7 separate regions of the Mus musculus genome follow, and all the other regions are linked to region 6. The links are chromatin contacts, called in public HiCAR-type, HiChIP or PLAC-seq and promoter capture Hi-C maps. All regions are on one chromosome and are shown on one strand. Each heading gives the region's core, a stretch centred on a gene start, on an enhancer-like site or on the middle of the called end of the contact. The rest is flanking DNA. Distances are from core to core; before and after follow the strand shown. Region 1 overlaps Gap43 (growth associated protein 43). Region 2 holds the start of 4932412D23Rik (RIKEN cDNA 4932412D23 gene). Region 3 holds the start of Btla (B and T lymphocyte associated). Region 4 has its middle 110 kb from the start of Mir6540. Region 5 holds the start of Zbtb20 (zinc finger and BTB domain containing 20). Region 6 holds the start of Atp6v1a (ATPase, H+ transporting, lysosomal V1 subunit A). Region 7 holds the start of Plcxd2 (phosphatidylinositol-specific phospholipase C, X domain containing 2).

Region 1 (2,700 bases), core at 136-2,635, 1.9 Mb before region 6:
TCTGTCACAGGAGCTCAGATATTACAGACACATACTAGTATGTCTGGTTTGATTTGGAAAATCTGACCTCAGGACTTCAATTTCTCTTTACCCTCAAAGCTATTTCTTCAGCCCTAATTTTGTTTTCTAAGTTAGGTGATTTTTTTAAAAATAAGATTTTAGAAGGTAATCTCAAAATTCAGTTGATACACACACACACACACACACACACACACACACACACACACACACACACAGTATGGAATAAAAATATATGAGAAAATACCTTTCATACATTTCATTCAAGGGAACAAAGAAATTTGATGGAGCATCAACATTCTCTATCCAGAGACTGCTGGGAGTTTCAGGGATTATTGACAGGTCACAACCATGAAAACATGCAGAGACATCTCAGAAGAATCAGAAATTATTTCTTTGAGTTTGTGTTTGGTGAAGTGGAGATGAATGCAAGGAAGCCCAACACTGTTCCACATTGGAGTCATGTCAAGGATGGGTAGTTTTATGACTGGACACCTCAATGAATATCATGTACAAAAACCTAATTGTTTATGCAACCGGGCTAAGGACATAGCTGTCCATTTTGTATTTGGACATTGTTTATACTTAGACTGTGTTCAGACTCACTCCTAGTTGTCCTATAAAAAGTACTTTTGCCTAATTTTTGTGCTTTGTAAAATGTTTATATACACAGGAGAATTCGACAAAGACTAAAAACCAGAATAGACCCTGGTTGTTAAGGACAGCTTTTCTTTTCCTCAAGAGAAATAAAGATTTCAACTTGACTTTTATAGATATGAGGTGTCACTTAAAGCTCTTTCTTGTATTTTCCTATAATATCAAAGACATGTAATTCCCCCCGAGCCTCATAGAAAGAGAAATTATATTGATTGCCTGCTGCCAGTGAAAACTTCTGCCTCACCCCTGTGTATCAGCTGTAGCCTTACCCTGAAAAGGCTTTTATTGGCTTTTAAAGATGCTTATATCTCCCATTGGACTAGTGGCACTGTTTTCTAATTTAAAATATTTTAATTAAATAAAATCCTTCGTGAGAAAAAAAAAAAAGAGCAAATGCAATCAGCCTGTCAGCTCAGTTGTCCTCTTACTGAACTGACATGACAAGACAGTACATTTGGGTTTCTCACCAGCTCTGCTCTCTCTTCCCCCTCCTTCCTTTAATGGTCTGTCAAAAGGAAACCTCAGCCAGTGTTGGCACTAATGCCTGTTGTAAATAAAGGGAAATGGGAGGAAAGGGGTGGGGGGGAGAGGAGAGGGTGTGTTAGAATCTAGATTTGCAGTTCAATTGCAAAGCTTCTCTCTGAGTGTCTAGACACCAGCTGCCTGGTTGCCATGGGAACCCACTAACTTTGGCTGATGGATTGAGTAGCAGTGATTCTCTGGAGATCTGGGTGGGAGCTTGGTGGTGGGGAGAGGCAGACAAGGGTTGGGATAGATGGAATAGATACAGGGTGTTACAATAACATGGGACACAATAAGGGAAAACAAAAGTATTTTGTGAAAGGGTAACATTAAGCCCGTTCCAGTTTCTCTCAAACACCTTACTCATGGTGACAAGCTATAAATCTGCTGTTCCCAACAGGTGTCAGGACACAGGTTGCTAAAGACAAATAGCTGAGCTGGAGTGATTATATTCCTGTCAACCTCCTGCCAGTGCCGAAGTACTTTAGTGAGCCAATGCTTACCACAGTCAACAGACTCAATGGAGAAGCATCAACCCAAGTCTTGGGGGTAGGAAATCCCCAAGAATGGCTGCCACATTTCAAGTACTCAGCAGTGACAGTTAATCACAGCTCTACACACACACACACACACACACACACACACACACACACACACACACTTGTATTCTTCCCACTTACCCAAATTATATGTCAGGGTTAGGCAGCAGTTTGACTAAGAGAAGGTGGTGACTATGCCAAGAATTGACTAAGGAATGATAGGTTTCCAGTTTAGGACAAAACTATTAACCACACAACGGTATTTTGTTCTCTTATTCACACGAAGTCTACTGTCATGGGAAAGTCTCGGTCCACAGACTCGGGAGCTTTCCAGTCCCTTGCTGGCGCCCTGGTCCCTGCTGTCACAGCTTCCTATTGGATTGGGATTTTCAGGTTGCACTGAAGCTCTCACCCCTTGCCTCTCCCATCACCCTCTCCGTCCCAATTCACACCCTGGCTACATCTCTTCACTCTCTAAATGCAGCCACCCATAAATGCGACCCACAGTCCTTGCTCATCAGAGTTTACCCCTAACTCATACAGACGAGGTTCATTGTTGGCCTCAGTGTTCTGTCTTTTCACAGGCACCTTTCCTAACTACAGTCCACATCTAAAGGAACACTCACTGAGTTCACTGCTGTTTTCTAGGTCACAGGTGGTTTTTTTTTTTGTTTTTTTTGTTTTTTTTTTTGGTTTTTCGAGACAGAGTTTATCTGTATAGCCCTGGCTGTCCTGGAACTCACTTTGTAGACCAGGCTGGCCTCGAACTCAGAAATCCGCCTGCCTCTGCCTCCCGAGTGCTGGGATTAAAGGCGTGCACCACCACACCCGGCTCACAGGTGTTTTTTAATCAGGCATCGCTAATAGATAACATTAAACTTAATCTATAGATGATGACCAACACTTATGTGTTGAATCTAAAATGTCTCTCATAGGAGTCCATCTGGAATAGTTGTTTCCCGGA
Region 2 (2,700 bases), core at 76-2,575, 1.3 Mb before region 6:
TTTGGTGTTCAAAGTATTTAGTGTGTGTCAAGGAAACCTACGTGAAATCCAGGCTTAAACTTACTTCAAGTCTACCAGAATCTATTTTTCAAGTCTATAATCTATAAGATTATTTTCTGTATTAATAACCAATACTACAAATACAGTTTCTTTGTATGGTTGGTGTTTCTGACAAATCCCTTTCGTGACAAATTAAGCTCCTTAAAAAGTATTAGTTCTTATTTTGGCAGGAATTCTTTTTCTTTGTAGAGTGAAAAGCCATTCTTTTTTCCATCTTAGTCCTTTTAAGGAATTCTTTTCAGGAATCTATCCTTGGCTTCCTGCTGGCCTCAGGCCTCACCCCCTTCCTCCTCCACCCCGCCCTTGCCTGACCAGTATTTGTTAGAATTTGGCTCTGGGGAGTACTATGCTGAGTGACAAATGGATGAAGATGAAGGTTTTATTGAAGCATCTGAACTGCATTTAATTTTCCGTGTTGCTTTATTCCTTCTAGCTCCCAGGATATTGAATTTTGTGGGCTTCAGTTGGGTCGTCAGTACTTCAGGCGTTTAGTAATAAGAAACATAATCTGCTTTTTCCGGTAGGATAATAAATCCTCATTGATATTAAGGGCGGCTCTCTGCAGACGGTTTTACACGGTATTTTTCTGTAGAAACACATTCCCTGGGAGTCCTAAAACTGCTCCCGCCTCTCTGTCTCCCTGGGCCTCAGGTCGCCTCCCGCCCAGCGGTCCCTCCCACCGCCAGGATCCTGCTCGCTAGGACATCCACTGCCCGTGACCACGACACCCCTCCTCCCTGCACTGAACCCCTTCCCTCCCCTCCCCCTCTGGGCGAGCCAGACAGCGGGTAACCGCCGCCTCCGCTGGGGCATCCCGGCTCCATAGGCGGCGCGCGGCAGACACCTGCTTCTCACTGGCCGCCGCCGCTGCCCCTCACCCCGCAGTCCCCGCGACAATTGGCCCCGGGCCGCCGCCCGTCATCCTCTAGCCCCTCTTGGAGTCCCGCCTCTATCCTCGGGTCATTTAAGTTTATCACAAATAAATAAATAAAGGAGGAAATAGAAATGCGTAGAAAGTAAAAGCAGTCAGGAGGGGGCGGGGACGTGGATGAAAAGGAGGGTGGGGAAGTGGAGGAGTAAACAACCAAACTTGATCGTGCCTATACTGACCAATCACCGATCACTACAGTCCGGTCTGACGGCCTCTGTCGACCAATAGTTTCCCAGCTCTTGGATCACTGAATAACCAGAGACAGCTGGCCTCTCTACACAGGGCGCTGGTGGGCGGGAAGAGTTGAGAACATTGACCAATAGACTGTTAAAACTGCTCTGAGTGAAGTTTCCGCTCACCAGTTGATGCTTGAGATAGCGGATTGGGTGTCTCCTAGGCCAATCAAAGATGACAGAGATGAGAGAAGGGGCAGTTAGGGGAGGAGCCGCGGAGGGGAGGAGGAAGAGTGCATTTTGTTTATGGGCGGCAACCTCACGAGGGCTGTCCAAACGCTATTGGTCAGCTGAAGCAGCGAGTGGCATGCGAGCCGCCCAATAGTAGGACAAGGTAGAGGTTCGCGGCTTCGGGCGCCCAATGTGGGCCTTCTGCCGAAGAAGTAGGGGCGGGGGGAAGTTTAGGAGTTGAGGAAAGAAGATTAAAGAGCGCGAGGAGGTAACGCCAAAAACTCTAATTTGTTGTGGGGCGGGCGGGAGGGAGGGGTGTGTGCGTGCGGAGCGCGGCCGGGCGTCTACGAGTCGCGGGGAGTCGGGGGTGACGGGCCGCCGAGGAGGGGGCGGGGTGGGGCCGTGGCGCGAGTTCCGAGCCGCAGCCCGGGGCTTCTGCCCCGCCCCGCCCCGCGCGCCCTCCCGCCGCCCCTCCTCGCGCCCGCCCGGCGGCCTCGCGCGACCCTGCGGGGAGGGTCCGCCGCTGGCCCGGGCGGGGCGTCCGGTCGTTGCCACTGCGTCTAGTCTCTCCTCCCCGCTTCTGGAGTCGCGGCTTCCCAGAAGAGGAGCTGAGGGGCACCGGCCGGGGCTCCGGAGCTGTTGGCGGCGCCGGCTCCCGCCCCTCTCCTCTCCCTCCCTCCGCCCTCCCAGTCGCTTTCCTCCCGCGCAGAGAACTGGCTTCGGAGAACCCGGGCTTGGGCGCGTAGCCCAGCCTGCCTTGCTCTCACCCGTAGACAGGGGGGCTTGGCAAGGATTGAACCCTGTCCTCCTCTCTTTAGCCTTTGGGCCCCTTCCGAAACATTAAAAAAAAAAAAAAAAGTTAACGCTCTCTCATACCTTGAGACATAAAACAAAACAAAACAAAATAACAAAACCTACCCCATCCCCAAATACAGGAGTATGGTTTTGAAGTTCATTCAAATGTGGTCCTCTAATTGTTTTAATGCTTTTCCCTGTGTGGGGGGCTCTCAGTGTCCCCCTTCAGCCCCTCCCCTTCCTAAGGATGCAGAAGAGGCAGGAGGCAGGGATTTCGTAAAAGTTGTATTGATAAACACACTTGCACAAGCATATGCTAGGCACACACACAGACTATAAACATTAGCGAAAAACACAATATGGCGTACAGCTACGCTACCTAGCTCGGTAATCTGATGATCTCTTACTCCGAACCGGGTCAAATCAGGTCTGAAGAAGCAAGACAGTTCTCCAGCAGAAATCTGAATGGCATGGGAAAACATTTGGAAGCCTGCACCTGATGGTATAGTC
Region 3 (2,700 bases), core at 46-2,545, 1.1 Mb after region 6:
AGGCTTTTCTTCGAAACCTCTTAGGCTATTTTAGAGGTACATTGAGCCTTGTTTCTACTGCCAACAGGAGTTTTGCACCCCATTCTGAGCAAGGAAGGGGGATGAGTTGTATAAAATGAACCATAAGCAGGGTGCTTCCTTGGTCAACAGTGCAGATTCTAGGAGCTCTGCAGACTACCTGTATCATCTGGCGTACCAGGGGTGCGTGAGCATCAGCATGGATTGGCTGAGTTCCTTAAATTCTGGAGCGGCGTTCACTCATGTTGGTATTCCAGCCACTGTGGCTTATCTGGACAAATATGCAATAGGTACCCTAAATGGAGTTTGGCCTTGGAAGGGTACCATTAGCCTCTGAGGGAAAGATTTCTCAATTTCATTCAATGAGTTAAACTGCACAGGTGCCACCTCTCCATTTGGAATTACCAAATTCCTGTTGTTATAAGCTAGTGATTGAACGTGGGCTGCGTGCCCACAGCCCCTCAGCAACCCTGAGCTATCCAATTTTGAACTTTTTCCATTTCTTACTTTACTGCTTCATCTCGACAACAACCACATAAAGCATGCGGAAAATGAAAGTTTCCTCTAATTGGCACTCAAGTGCTCATTTTGCTTAGAACTTTAATATTTAGGAAGATCGTGTAGCTAGTACTAACGGCAAGCATGTATTCCGTTGATAGGCATCTACAGACTGAAGAAGGAGGCCCTTCCCTCTTCTGTTGATGAAATGCACCCTGTCAGTCATTTTCTCCATAACGTCAGATAAGTCTTCATTGGTTTCATGACAAGGAACATTCTCATCTTACTGTGCCTTTATGGGAGCATGGGGGGAGGGTTGTAAGATACATTACACTGATGAAGTATCATAATCACAAACTATAAAAAGGGGAAATATATGCTTACCATAGGTACTTTTTGTATGAATTTCCTGACCCTGATTTGATCAGAATCTAAACCTAAAGACTGTAACAATTTAGATCTTTTTTTTTTTAAGTTTAATTGTTCACTTTGAGAAAAACCTCAAGGTTATGCAAGAATGGTGGCAGAGCGGAAGCAAGGAGCCAGCTGCTTTGCACATCAGAGGGCTTGAAAGAGAACAGCAGGTCGGATCAGAAACAAAACCACAGCAGGGCCTCTTGCTCTCACAAATCCTTCGGACTACTCACACTGTCCTCTCCCACCAGGTCTCCTGATTTGATTTAAATTAATTAATTTATTTTGGCCTAAGATGCTGCTAGTGTGAATAACGTGACCCAGCTCTGAAGATCTCTAGGGAGGAAGAGGAAGTTTGCCCTTACCTGACACGTGCTGGGAATGAAGACAGTGCCTGCCATGCTTGGGACTCCTCGGTTATTTAGGGAATTCTTCATCCTCCATCTGGGCCTCTGGAGCATCCTTTGTGAGAAAGCTACTAAGAGGAATGGTAAGGGACCTACTAAGAAAGCTGGTTTTCTTCCTCGGGGTTCCTGTCAGTGATAGTTGAGCTTGCTCTGTGGAGAGGGATGTTCATGTCCAGGGCATATATAGCTCAGAGTGATGAGTCCCTTTTGCTTCTTGAAAACGCTCCAGGATGTGAGTGAAGTTAGGACATGCTACTCACCTGGCTACAGAGCAAAAACTGATCCATAGCTGGAGCTAAGTTTCCTAAAACCAGGTCCTGATGGTAAGTGAAGAGATTTGAGCAGATGTTATAAATGTGTCAGTACAGATTTGTCACTATTACAAAACTCTCTGTGGCTGCCATGCTAACAGAAAAGACTTGTTACGTTCATGTCTTGGTATCAGATGTCAGCAGGATGTTGTAGTGCTTACTGGGGTGGGAAAGCTTTTGGATACTTGTGGTTATAGCTGTGGCCATGGTTACACTCAAATAATGTTCAATCTAAATAGACTGCCTCCTTCTTTCTGTGGGGTATACTATGAGAATACTGTGGGGTGTACTATGAGAGTACTAAGCAGGCTTCTCGATGTGAGGCTGAAGAGTAAATCATGAGTGTCGCTTTAGTTTGTCTGGACAGGATGATTTGTGAATGGTCGCCAACTGAAAATAGGAAACAATTCTCCATAGTTTATGAAGACAAGGTCTGTAATGCTTGGGATCCTTGGGTTATTTATCTTCCACCATCACACGTGTAGCAACTGGGCACATTCGTGTTGGATTGAAAAATAGAACCACTGAGGTCCTGTGGAATGTCATCTTGAAATCTGGAACTGTGAGGTTTAGGATTCAATGATCTGATGTCACAAGACCACCTAGCCAAGAGCAGAGTAGAACTTCTTCTTAGTCATTCAAGCCCTTGTTTATTATTACCCACCTCTGAAAGACAAGAGGAGTCAAATATTAATTCTATTTAATTCTAAGGGACCTCTTGCAGACTGGACTCTGTGAAACAAAGGAAATATTTTTAATTTTATAGCACAATTGGGGTTGTAATTCGCATTATATTCTTCTACCCAGTATGTTATAATCTGGTATTTATTACGCACAGAAACTTGGTTATCAGGTGGGAGTATTTATTCCCTCTGCTACTTACATTATGAACTCAGTTAAGTTTCTTCTCCTTTCTTAGTTTTCCTTTCTTCATTAAAAAATATATAATTATACCTAGCAGTTGGCCTTTTCTTATACCTATAGTGCCTAGCTATGGTAAGTAGATGCAATTAAAGCTTGATAAATGTTAATGGTGACCTTTGCCAATAGTT
Region 4 (2,700 bases), core at 29-2,528, 1.9 Mb before region 6:
CCACTGCCCACACCCATCTGCAACGATTAATCTTCTGCCAAAACAGTTTTTATCATCCTGTCCAGGCTTTTGAAATGTGACCTCCCTCTCCAATTTTGGAATCAAATTCAACAGTGTTGGCAAAATAGTAGTGACTAAGGCTGGTGTCTAGAAAATTCCTTTCAACCTTTTTTACAGCTTGCATGGAGATCAGGCCAACACAGAACCAGCAAAATCTCTTTCCTTTTGTTGTGTCGAAGAAGACAAAAGGGAGGAGTCAAGGGCTACAGATGTGACTCCAAAGAAGCACTGTTTGTGACTCCCTGTGGCTTTTACAGGTTAGCTTTACTTTTTGTTGTTGTTGTTGTTGTTGACGAATAGGTGGCAGAAGCCCTGGAAAAGTATTTGTCACATGCAATTGGATTCTTTGCAGCTACACTTGTATTTCCCTAAGGGTCCGTGAGTCCATAGAGATCAGCCGTGAGGGGGAGAGATTGCGTGTGACTGTGCATGAATCAGAAGAAGAACAAAAAGATGCGGCTGATGGTGGCAGGGAAAGACTGGAGTTAATAAGCCAGCATGTGCCTGAGGATTCTATCAGGCACAGGGATGGATGACATAATTGTTTTCTGCCTCTAATGATCTCAGAGATGTGGGATACAAGAGAATATTAAAACAAGACAGAAAGATGGAAACTCATTTTCAGCAGCTGTCAACCAAAATGGGATGTAAACTAGGAGAGAGGCATATTGAAATGTTCACAGGGTTCACTTCATCAAAATGAGCTTTTACCTCTCCCGGATGTCACGCCCTCCTTTTCTTGAGCGGAAGCAGCCTCCCCCCGCCCCCCAAACTGTTGCTCCTTGTATTCTTCCCACAACCTCTGCTGTCACTCCAGTCTCTCGTCACTGTCACCTTGCCTCTCTCCCTTCTTAACATCGTTCAATTTTTTCCTAATCCTCTCTTTCCTCGCCGCAAACATGTTTTTAGTCTCTTTCCTTTCTTCGCTCTATCCCCCTCACCCACCCTCACTTCTGCCATTAATAAGTAACTGAGTGAACCTGGAAACCCTTTTTGTGATGCCAGGAGTTGAATGGAAACGAAAGGAAAAAAAAAAAAAAAAGTCCCTATGAAAAGCACTCCAGTGTCCCCGCCCCGCCTCGGGTGCGGGTGGGCTGTGGCGTCTGCGAAGCCGCGATGCTTGCACGTGCCACGAGGGGGCAGAGGTGCGCGCCAGCGAGCCCGCACCGCCATCCAGCGCGGCAGGAAGTGCTTGGAGGGCGGGCGCCAGCGGCTGCTCTCTTGGCGTCACCCATCACCGCTGCTGACAGCCGCGTAAGGTTTCCGCCTGCTCCCTGGATGTCCACGGATGGGCGCGGCGAAGAAGCAAAGGATTCCTGATGCAAGCGGGAGGGGTAAAGTCTGCCTCAGGCCAATACAGATAGATCTTTTCCCGAAACAAAGGAGCCAGTGGTGCCGTTACGATCAGAGCATCAAGAAGCATAGCTGGGGGAGCCCCTAGGAGCCCAGCAGCCTACCGAGGTCCCCTTTGCTTCCCTGCCCCAGCTCTTCCCCGCCTGCGATGCAAGGGGGTCACATTCCTGAGCTCCTCAGTCCCCTTCCCAGGTAGCTGGAGTAGCTGGAGCCTTCATCTTTGTTAGCCAGGTCACTGTGAATCCAAACAGCAGCTTGCTTGGCCTTTTGGGTGACAGGCGAGATTAGAAGTAGCCCACAGGCTCCGTGTAGGGGAAGGATTGATTAACATTCTTCCCCTGCGGGTTCAGTTTCCTGCAAATCGCAGTAGGCTCAATTCAGCAGCAGATGGCGGTAACGCTTCTGTCAACCTGAGGATTCTCTGTGGCTGGACACACAAGTCCACACACACACACACACACACACACACACACACCCCACCCCACACCATGTATCACATACCACCACGCCTTAAGCAAGCACACTTTGAGAGTCTGGAGCCCCACAGAGATTCTGATCCCTCCAATAAATTTCCAAAGCAGGATAGGATGGAGAGAAAGACCACAATGATGGCAGAGTAATAGCCATTTGTTGGCGGCTCTGAGCCAGGTGCGCACTGCTTTTACAAGACGGGTAGTAAAATAACGGTGTTCAACTTTTATATGATGAGGTAAGGTTAGTTAAGAAATTAACTGCCCGCATTTTCCTTGCCTTTAAGTTGTGAGAATACACAGGTGCCTTTTCCATTCAAAGAAGGTAACTAGGCCTGATTCTCATTCTCTCTCTCTCTCTCTCTCTCTCTCTCTCTCTCTCTCTCGGAGCAGACGGCTCTTCATTTATTTAATTATTTATTTATTAGCTTTTAAAGGATTAGAATTATTCGACCGACTGCTTTTAGACAGGATTCCTCCTGTGCTAATAGTGCTTTAAGAATGAGGATCTTGGTGTAGCAGTCTGCCGTTACAGCTTTTCCCAGAGGAAATATCTCCAGACACTGCTTCTCAAGGATGGTCAGAAGTGGGACCCACCCGAGGGACTGGTGCTCCTGTAGCGTGGAAGAAATGGCTTCCTAGCCGTTGCAGGACTGTTATGCCGTTTGCACAGCCCCTCTACGGGACTGCTTTTCACCTGATCAATCCTGTCACACGTTGGAGCTAGAGATCACTGTGTTTCTATGAAGCCACCCGACACAGGGAGGATGTATCAGAGAAAAGGAAGGTTGACAGAGGCTGGTGTGGAGGGGACTAC
Region 5 (2,700 bases), core at 139-2,638, 1.2 Mb before region 6:
AATTTTTAAATGTATACAATTTATATAGTCAAACTGTATAAACAACATTAAGGAAGATGGGCATCTACACAGATACAATACTCAGATATATAGATAAATAGATAGATAGATAGTTAGTTAGTTTGGTTTATCAGGAGTTGTTTTGAAAAAAAAAAGAGACTTCCAACCAGTTCTATTTTCTGATGTTCATCATCCCAAAGCTGAAAATATATCACCACTTTAGAAAAGGCACCTGGGAGTTAGCAAAGGCTATGAGGAGCATGTGGTGGGACCAGTAATATAACCAGCACTATTTTCCTGGAGCTAGTGCATGTGAAAATTTGGTTAAAGGTATAGTATAAAGAGTTTCATTTTTTTCTTTCAAGGAAGGTTTATTTAAAAGCACCAGTTTTAGTTTTTACTTCTAATAAAAGATGAAAGGTTATTTACTGTAGTTTCCGATCCATATTGTATAGAACTTTGTCTTGCTTGAATGGTAACTCCTAATAGGTTTATTTCTCTGGTATACTATGTATTAAATGCATTGCACCTGTTAATACAGACTGCATTGCATTGTGTAGCTGGATGCTTCAAACAAGAAACCAGTCTGCTTTCTTCTAGGGTACTAGCCTATTAGCAAGTTAATTAAACTTAATTCTGTTTTTGTCTTATAGTTTTGTTTATGGTCTTGGTTTATTTACTGAACAGTGATTTCTTCTTTGCAGTTACCAGTTTTGCCTGAGATCAGTTTTCCTATTGTATGGAGTCTGTTTCTTACAGTCTCCTTTAAGACAGCTCTGACTTTAAAATCATTACTAAGCTTTTGTCAGAGCAGATTTGTTGACATTTTTCTCACATTCAAAAAATAAATTTGAAAGATTGCACAAATAAGCTATGTAATTCCTTATTTCCTGCTAATATGCAAAAATGTATTTATGATAATTACACACGTACTGTGTGCCAGAGCTGAAACAATACATTCCTCATAATGGAGCATAAATAAAGAAGGTGGAGCCAGCTGCTCTTAAACTGTTTCTTTGCAAGCAGTAATGCTATAGAGAATATACCTTTTCCCTCTGTTAGTCTGGCAATGCTGAACCTGTTGCTGCATTAGACGAGTTGCGTTTTCCTGGGTAGGGGAAGGAGGGCTGTCTGCTGTCTGGTAGGAGGGCTTTGTCTGTGCCTTTCTCTCTCTCTCTTTCTGTTTTTCTTTCTCTCTCTCCTTCTCTTTCTCTCTCACTGGCTTGCTTGCTCTGTCTCTGTCTTTCTCTCTCTCTCTCTGCCCCCCTTCCCCTCCCTCTCTCTTGCTCTCTCTCTCTCTCTTCCCGTCTCTGTGGTTTGTAAGGTAGGTTGCAGTGTGTGTATATACACAACATCAAGAGCAGGAAAATGGACTCATTAGGGAGGCAGGCAGTCATTACCACTCACACTGTACTTCCAGGGAGACACCGATTATGAGAAGAGAAACTCAGCGCTGGGGAAGAAGGTAGGGGCAGACAACTTTCATAAAAACAACCCTGCCTCCTCAGTCCCCTTGCATTTATCATCTTATTTACTCCACAGTGCTTTTAGGCTTTCTTTCCTGAATTTTAATTTCTGTATCTAAATTTGACAGAGCTAATGCTAGTTTGAATTTTGGAACATCTATAGGAGGCCTACCCTGTACTAATTTTCTTAATTATTTAAGGGTGTGACCTTGTGATTCAGTTTTATTAGTTTAAAAATAATTACAAACAAACCTATTTTTCTTACTAAAGTAATGAGTAAATCAGAATCGTTCACTCTTTTAAAACAAACTCCTCCGTATGTTTGTCTCTTTGCTTTTCTCGTCTGTTTATGCAATTCCATCTGTCTGTCTATATATCATGTTGTCCTTATTTATTGCTAACTGGATTTTGTTAGTTATTTGCCAGTGAGTTTTAGCTGCAGTGCCAGTGTGGGTACTACCAAAATGAGACTCTTGTTCTTTGTTTTACATTGAAGTTTAAAGTCCATATTTACAGTATAGATCCTTTAAGCAGGTTGCATACTTTATGCTAGCATGTTTATTTGATGACATTGGACATAAGGTGAAGGGTAGCCCCTCAGGGTGGGCAAGAATCAAGGAACTATTTTTTTTTGCTACTACACATGTAGAAATAGTGCATCAGGGGGTTATAGTTTCAAAGAAATTGTGGCTATTTTCTAACTTTTTATTTTATAGATAGATTGTTGCATTTATATGGGTATTACTGTGGTTAGTAAGAGTATAAACTTTCTTAACAAGAAGTTTTTATCCTGGGATAGTTTCCTTTTAGTATGTTAGTGCTTGTTTATGCTTAGGGAGGGAGGAGTGGAGGCTGGCCTTTTTACATTTTTTTTTTTTTTAACAAAGTGGAAGCTATGGAGTGTATCAGGCCATTTTGTGCAACAACTGTAAGTATTCCCTTAACATATTTGAGTCCATAAATAATGTATTTGTTATTGCAAATATGTATTTGAGGTTTTTTTTTATTTCTTTTTTCTTTTCATGGTGGGAAAAAAGCTATGCTTGAAACCAGCTTGCATTGTTGAGGAATTTTCTAGAATAGTGCTTTTTCAAAATTTCAAGGAGTAGTTAAATAAGGTGGATGTGAAGTATACTTTTAGATGGACTTCTATTTAGGTTTGTGCAAAAGCAGAACTTTTATTCATCTGATAAAAATTAAGTCAGACAGAGAGGAACATAAATGTTTTCAGAAT
Region 6 (2,700 bases), core at 81-2,580:
AAAACCATTTCTGTATTTTCACAAAATATTATGCACTCTCAAGTCTGAGAAGGGTCACTTGAATTTTTTAACAAATGCAAAAGCGAATTAAGAGCACAAGCATTACTTCACAAATTTTAAACTGACTGGGAAGGGCAATTATGTAGGACTTAAAAGAAATGTCAAAAAGGAATGACCCACAGGCAGAAAACATGAAGTCAGTAATGTCTAGACTCGATCTTCTAGTCTTTAAACTATACACACATGGATTTGGATTAATGATGTTTTCAGCCTGATCAGTTTCCGTAAAATTACTTCCCCTTCGGGAAAACCTCGTCACTTTCCCATAAGCTAGTCTGGGTCTCCAGCCCAACAAGGCAACACCACCTTTCATCACCTTCCCAACCAACCGAGACTGTCGCATTACCAACACCCTGTTCTGAGGAGAGTACAACCACCTTCTCTCCGAAAAAAAAGGTGTAAGGCCCGCTCTTACCCTTCCAGTCTCATCTGAAGACTCCCTGAACCTCTGCAAGGATGTCGGCAAACCCTTAGGATCACTGAGAACGCACATTTGTGGGGAAAGCCCTTCAGTGTGACTCTGCAGTGAGGGCCATCTCAGTGACATCCCCTCCCAAGCCTGTCTCACCGGAGACGCCTCTGCCTCCCGGGGTTTTCCTACCATCCGGATCACCCGGGCCATGGCCTTTCCCAAGGAAGGAGTTTAGGGGAATGGGATCCGTCGGTTGTTGCAGACCCCCAAGAAATAGCTAACACAATCCTACCACCTGAATCAGCCCCAAAGGCTCCAAATAGGGAACCATAATGGCCGTACTCGCTCTCAACCCAGGGAAAAGGTGGGCATCATAATCCCTAGTCAATGGACCACGGTGATGGTGAAGGGCCAGGGGTCTAGCAGAAATGAGCTCCTCGCCCGTGCAGGAGGACAACGGAAAGGGAGCCCCAAGCATCCGCAGGCCGCGATTCACACACCCTATCTGCTCTCACCCTGTCAATCGTCCCCACCAGCCACGAGTTACCTGTCGCACCTCACCTGCCCGGGCTCGAAATGCAGAAAGTGTACCTAGACGGGACCCAGAGGCTCTGTCACTGAGAGAGGGGAAGTCTTCAGCTGCAGGAGGCGGGCCAGTCCTAGCTAGTCATGTGTCCTCAAGCCCCACCCCGCTTCCCCTCGCCCGTCACGCCGCGTCTCGCAGGCTTAAATCTTTGCGGACCGCCTTGGATGTGAATGGTTCCGCGACTTCAGAAAAGCGTTAGTTTCTTTTTCTTTTCTTTTTCTTTTTTTTTTTACAATGACGGGGGTTACAGAAACTACAGTACAGAAGACGAGGATGGCAAGGGTTAAAGTGCATTGCTAAGGAAGTGACGCTAAGTCACGCTCTAGGGACCGGAAATGGCCATGAGTCCCGCCTCTAAGGCCCCAGTAAAATCCTGGGCTGGAAGACGTTAAGCCTATCACGTGATTTAAAAAAAAAAAAACCCTGTGAGGTTTGCCTGCTGGAGGATCGCCAAGTTATCCGGACCCATCACTACCTTTTGAATTTAAAACACATTTACTGCAAGTTCCCATGGGCTTTCTTACATTGAGAAGAATCCGTTTTACAAAACCCTATTAGTCGGCCAGAGGGTTTGAAGGTCACTGGAGGGCTAGAAAGGAATCGGGGTGGGGGGCGGGAAAGGCTGATCCTGCTGGCTTGAAAGCGAGAGAAGGGTGGAAAGATCCGGATTTTGCCGCCGGAGCCTACCAAGCCAGATCCCCTAGAGAGTGTCGCAAAGGGTGGGAGGAGCTAGCGGGCCGTAGGCCCGGCCCCTGGAGAGCGGGGGGCGGGGAATCCTGGCGGCGCGGAGCACTGCGCCTGCGCGCGACGCGGCGGCCGCGCCGGCGCGTTGAGGGGCGGGGTGAAAGGTCACAGCGCGGCGGCGGGTCTGGCTGGCGGCAGCTGCGGGCGGGAGCCGAGTGTCCCGAGTGCACGTGTGGAGGAGCGGCGGCGGCGGCAGCGCGGCGGCAGATTTCCCCGCGTCTCCCGGAGCCTCAGGGCCTGGCTTGGCTTCTCAGCCAAAAGACCGGCGTGTGGGGTTGAGTGGTCTGAGCTCAGGGCGCGGGCGGAGAGCTCCGGGCGACGAGGACGACGGCGTTGGCGGCGGCTGTAACGACGGCCTCAGCAGACGGGGAAGATGAAAGGGTGAGGAAGGGCAGCTGGCGGGGGTGTGGGGGGGACCCCGGCGGCCGGGGCCCAGGAGAGGGGCGTGGGTCGATGGACAGGGAGAGCGCTGCGGGGAAGAGACGCGCGCGAAGCCCGGGCGGAGGGTCATGGCCGGGCTTCCCCGGTCCCGCGGCTCCCGGAGGGGGGCGGAGGCTAGGCCGGCTGTTGGCGGGCTGAAGGGCCGACGGAGGCAAGGGCGCGAGTCCACGGTTTCACGTGTGTGCACCGCCTGAGATCACGGGGAGGAGGAATGAGGCGCCCGGGGGCCTCTTCCCGGGAGCGCACCACCGAGCCACCTGAAGGTGCTCCTCCAGATCCGGGAACGGCGCTGTGGCCGCGGGCTTTGACACGTTGCGGGTTTTCTTAAGACTTGTGGGCCGTGCAGAACCTTCTGGAGGGAAAAGGAATTGGAATAAAGAGCACGGGGGATGAGTGCTAGGAGCTAGTGACTCAACGGACTTGGGTTGGGTCAGAGCGAGTGGAGGAAGGCGGGCGG
Region 7 (2,700 bases), core at 4-2,503, 1.9 Mb after region 6:
ACAACAAAACTATGTGCCTTGATGCCCAGCCTAGAATCTGAACCTATTTTCTAACACTTATCTGATTTTTGTTTTCAAGAAAGGTCAGATAAATGAGAAAAATATTCTTTTCAGCTTCAATGTTGACCCAGAGCTAAGATTGTTAAGGACTTTCTACCCATTATTCTTGATCTCTCCCCCTTTCCCTTAAATGATTCAAGTCAGCGAGCCTTTCACATACCCAGGCCTCTGCATCAAGATGGTTAACATTCTTAGACTGAGGCCGTATGGTGTAAACAAAATAAAAACAACAAAACAACAGCGCAGTGATTCCATTCTCTCAACTGTCCCTTTTGCCAGTGATGCAGTCGGCTTGACTGACTCTCTTTACAGCAGCTACCTTCCTGTTAAGTTTTTTTTTTTTTTTTTTAATTTGGAAATAAAAAGAGATCACTGACAATTGTTTTTCAACACAACAGAAAACAACCAACCCACTAGCAAACACTAAAATGGCAGCATTAAACACAGTGCGAACAAGTAGTTATAGACGAATACCTGGGATTGCCAGATTGGAAAGGGGGACGTTGTGGAGGTGAGCGGGGAGCGAGGCCATCCAGTCGGCATTGCAGACCTCCGAGGCTGTCTTTGTCCCGCTGGGATTGGGAGAGCAGATGGTACCCATCCTGAGTTTCCTTCTGGCCTTTCTAAATGCAAGCATCCCTGTCGTCCACGATTTAGACAGGCTCAGTCTAGTGCCACTCACTCTGTGGTCATCACCGCTCGGGGCTCTCTAAACATTTCAGAGCACATGGGTCACGCCAGTCTTTTCAAGATCCTTTTCTAGCTGGGAGATGGGTCAAATAGGTGCTCCCCTGCCTGCTGCTCCCGCAGTCCCCACCCTCTTCGCCTTGCCACTGAGATCCACTCCTTTAATCTCCTCAGTCCCTGGTCAGTTAAACTTCTTAGTTCCCCTCTGGAGACGGGGGAGGCAGGCCCGAAGATACAAACCTTCCTGAAACCCACAACATCCAGGAACAGCCACACCCGGAGCTACTCACACGACAGGTGCCCACAGGGCATAGAGACGTGCCAGCGGGCTGCACACACGTGCGCACCCGGGTTGCACCATCTCTTGTTCATGGGTGCTTCCGTGGGTTTCCCCGGGCTGGTACACAGGCTGGGCCTGCCTGCACCCCCGCCCCCTGGCTTCTCTGCCCACTGCCCTGTGCTTTTCTGAAGGGCTCTCAGAAGAGTAACCGGCAGCCCCGGGACTCTGGCGGCCCCGCCCCGCACTGCCGGGCAGATTTGCCAGACTAGGCGAGCTGTGATTGGTCGTTGGCGGGATTCTCTCTGATTGGACAACGCTCTGAGGGCCCGCCCCTACATCGCGCTCCCACGCCTCCCCTGCTTCTTAGCTCCTCCCCTCTCCACTCCAGCGGGGTAGCGAGTGGACAGGTCGGGCTGCGGCCTGCTGCTCCGGAAGGGGAGATGTGCACCGTGGCCGGCTGTCCTCAGATTGATCTTTTTCTTGTAGATCTCTGACGCGACCTCAAAGGTTTCTCCTCTCTCCCTCGGCCTTACTCTCACTGCGGTGAAAATTACCCAGAAACGCGCTACTTTTTTTTTTTTTTTTTTTCAAACCACCGTAGCAGCAGAAACAGGAGAGCTAGAGAGGCCAGAGAAAGGTGCTGCTGCGGCTCCTATTTAGATGGCAGCATCAAAGCAGGTTTGTGTTTGAAACAATGCAAACTGACAGTTCTCCTGCACAGTCCGCTGAAACTGGCCAGTGCCATTATTTCCGTTTCACAGAGGAGGAGATAATGGTGCTTTGGGTTCCTGTTGCTGTTGTTTGAAACCTTTTGAATTATTTGTCTCACCTGCTCCTCACAGCATTACCACAAGACTCAGAGTTGCTGATACACTTCCTCGAATGGATGAAACAGCCTGAGGCAGGTCACGTGGTGGCAGTCTGTGCAAAGTTCATTTTGAAATGAGGTTCCCTAACTCGGTCTGTAGAACACAGACCCACTTCTCTGCTTCCTGAACTGTTCCCACTTCAAATAGTATTCAAATGTAGTACAGAGTTTTATAATCCGATATTGTTAGTTAAAATTTGTAGTTAGATTTATATATTTCTTGTATGCGTTTTTCTGTGAGAACATGCATGTGTGCAGTTCAGAGGACAGATTACTCCAGTTCTCTCCTTCCTTGAGACCGTCCCCGGGGCTCAGATCGTCAAGTTTGGCAGTAAGCACCTTTACTCACTGAGCCACCTCCAAGATCTGACCTGCATACTTTGCAAAAAATAAAAATAAAATAAAATAAATAATAAAAAAATACTATTTTGGCAAACAGATAATTTTATTTAAAAAATTTTAAATTAAGGTAGCCTTTTATAGCAAGAAGGACCCTAGAGACTCAGGAGGGCCTTAGGGGAAAAGAGAACAGTGGCCAGAACTCTTAAAACTCCTGGAGTTTATGTATAAAACCCTAGGGCAGCTGTCGTTTAATCACCAGATGACCTCCATTTTACCCCTGTATCCCAGGCTACCTGTCTTAGTTAGGGTTTCCGTTGCTGTAAAAAGACACCAAGTCCAAGGCAACTCTCATAAAAGACATTTAACTGGGGTTGGATTACTGGTTCTGAGGTTCAGTCCATTATCCTCATAGCAGGAAGCATGGCAGGCCCTGGAAGAGCTGAGGGTTCTACATGTTGTTCCA

Evidence for each region. Promoter capture Hi-C pulls out the DNA fragments that hold promoters and counts their contacts. HiCAR-type assays count read pairs that join an accessible place to other places. HiChIP or PLAC-seq counts read pairs in DNA pulled down with a chosen protein or histone mark. Capture Hi-C pulls out chosen DNA fragments and counts their contacts.
Region 1: a contact with region 6 is called in an H3K4me3 HiChIP or PLAC-seq map of embryonic forebrain, with 4 times the contacts expected there. The contact joins the enhancer-like site here to the promoter of Atp6v1a in region 6. A contact is called at or near these places in 4 of 39 promoter capture datasets (embryonic stem cells, hippocampal neurons, liver and 1 more) and 2 of 115 datasets of contacts at active chromatin or transcription factors (astrocytes and embryonic forebrain).
Region 2: a promoter capture Hi-C map of neutrophils shows a contact between it and region 6, with 5 times the contacts expected there. The contact joins the promoter of 4932412D23Rik here to the promoter of Atp6v1a in region 6. A contact is called at or near these places in 15 of 39 promoter capture datasets (the 3T3-L1 cell line, 3T3-L1-derived adipocytes, the C10 cell line and 9 more), 13 of 484 Hi-C or Micro-C datasets (B cells, CD4 T cells, CD8 T cells and 8 more), 7 of 115 datasets of contacts at active chromatin or transcription factors (astrocytes, double positive thymocytes, forebrain and 4 more) and 2 of 9 other capture datasets (adipose tissue and liver).
Region 3: a contact with region 6 is called in a promoter capture Hi-C map of pre-B cells, with 3 times the contacts expected there. The contact joins the promoter of Btla here to the promoter of Atp6v1a in region 6. A contact is called at or near these places in 1 of 39 promoter capture datasets (pre-B cells) and 1 of 115 datasets of contacts at active chromatin or transcription factors (thymic regulatory T cells).
Region 4: a contact with region 6 is called in a HiCAR-type map of astrocytes, with 8 times the contacts expected there. The contact joins the enhancer-like site here to the promoter of Atp6v1a in region 6. A contact is called at or near these places in 9 of 39 promoter capture datasets (the 3T3-L1 cell line, cranial neural crest, embryonic stem cells and 5 more), 1 of 484 Hi-C or Micro-C datasets (Sertoli cells) and 7 of 115 datasets of contacts at active chromatin or transcription factors (astrocytes, embryonic forebrain, embryonic limb bud and 4 more).
Region 5: a contact with region 6 is called in a promoter capture Hi-C map of adipose tissue, with 4 times the contacts expected there. The contact joins the promoter of Zbtb20 here to the promoter of Atp6v1a in region 6. A contact is called at or near these places in 4 of 39 promoter capture datasets (the 3T3-L1 cell line, cranial neural crest, liver and 1 more), 2 of 484 Hi-C or Micro-C datasets (cardiomyocytes and muscle stem cells), 1 of 115 datasets of contacts at active chromatin or transcription factors (astrocytes) and 1 of 9 other capture datasets (adipose tissue).
Region 7: an H3K27ac HiChIP or PLAC-seq map of thymic regulatory T cells shows a contact between it and region 6, with 8 times the contacts expected there. The contact joins the promoter of Plcxd2 here to the promoter of Atp6v1a in region 6. A contact is called at or near these places in 5 of 39 promoter capture datasets (the 3T3-L1 cell line, liver and pre-B cells), 1 of 484 Hi-C or Micro-C datasets (CD4 T cells), 2 of 115 datasets of contacts at active chromatin or transcription factors (regulatory T cell precursor and thymic regulatory T cells) and 2 of 9 other capture datasets (adipose tissue and liver).

What each region holds. Positions count from the first base shown.
Region 1 is chr16:42,268,111-42,270,810 of GRCm38.p6, forward strand. The region is part of intron 2 of Gap43 (growth associated protein 43); the gene reads right to left. Among named protein-coding and RNA genes, the nearest start is that of Mir6540, 34 kb to the right of the region's middle. Within about 2 kb of position 1,386, at least 62 of the 459 cell types and tissues checked have an H3K27ac peak or open chromatin away from gene starts, as enhancers often do. A contact at or near this core is called in embryonic forebrain, where this site is marked.
Region 2 is chr16:42,874,262-42,876,961 of GRCm38.p6, forward strand. It overlaps 4932412D23Rik (RIKEN cDNA 4932412D23 gene), which reads right to left and starts at 1,326. Exons shown (of 4, transcript NR_040521.1): 1 at 1,171-1,326. It also overlaps a transcript of Zbtb20 not described here.
Region 3 is chr16:45,223,042-45,225,741 of GRCm38.p6, forward strand. Btla (B and T lymphocyte associated) reads left to right here and starts at 1,296. Exons shown (of 6, transcript NM_001037719.2): 1 at 1,296-1,420. The coding sequence starts at 1,312.
Region 4 is chr16:42,189,088-42,191,787 of GRCm38.p6, forward strand. No RefSeq gene overlaps it. Among named protein-coding and RNA genes, the nearest start is that of Mir6540, 110 kb to the right of the region's middle. Within about 2 kb of position 1,279, at least 265 of the 459 cell types and tissues checked have an H3K27ac peak or open chromatin away from gene starts, as enhancers often do. A contact at or near this core is called in Sertoli cells, astrocytes, embryonic forebrain and 5 more, where this site is marked.
Region 5 is chr16:42,906,257-42,908,956 of GRCm38.p6, forward strand. It overlaps Zbtb20 (zinc finger and BTB domain containing 20), which reads left to right and starts at 1,389. Exons shown (of 11, transcript NM_001285805.1): 1 at 1,389-1,465. The region is part of intron 1 of Gm19522 (predicted gene, 19522); the gene reads right to left.
Region 6 is chr16:44,137,929-44,140,628 of GRCm38.p6, forward strand. It overlaps Atp6v1a (ATPase, H+ transporting, lysosomal V1 subunit A), which reads right to left and starts at 1,331. Exons shown (of 15, transcript NM_007508.6): 1 at 1,034-1,331. It overlaps Naa50 (N(alpha)-acetyltransferase 50, NatE catalytic subunit), which reads left to right and starts at 1,863. Exons shown (of 5, transcript NM_001347239.1): 1 at 1,863-2,183. The coding sequence starts at 2,176.
Region 7 is chr16:46,009,160-46,011,859 of GRCm38.p6, forward strand. It overlaps Plcxd2 (phosphatidylinositol-specific phospholipase C, X domain containing 2), which reads right to left and starts at 1,254. Exons shown (of 4, transcript NM_001134480.1): 1 at 535-1,254. The coding sequence starts at 697.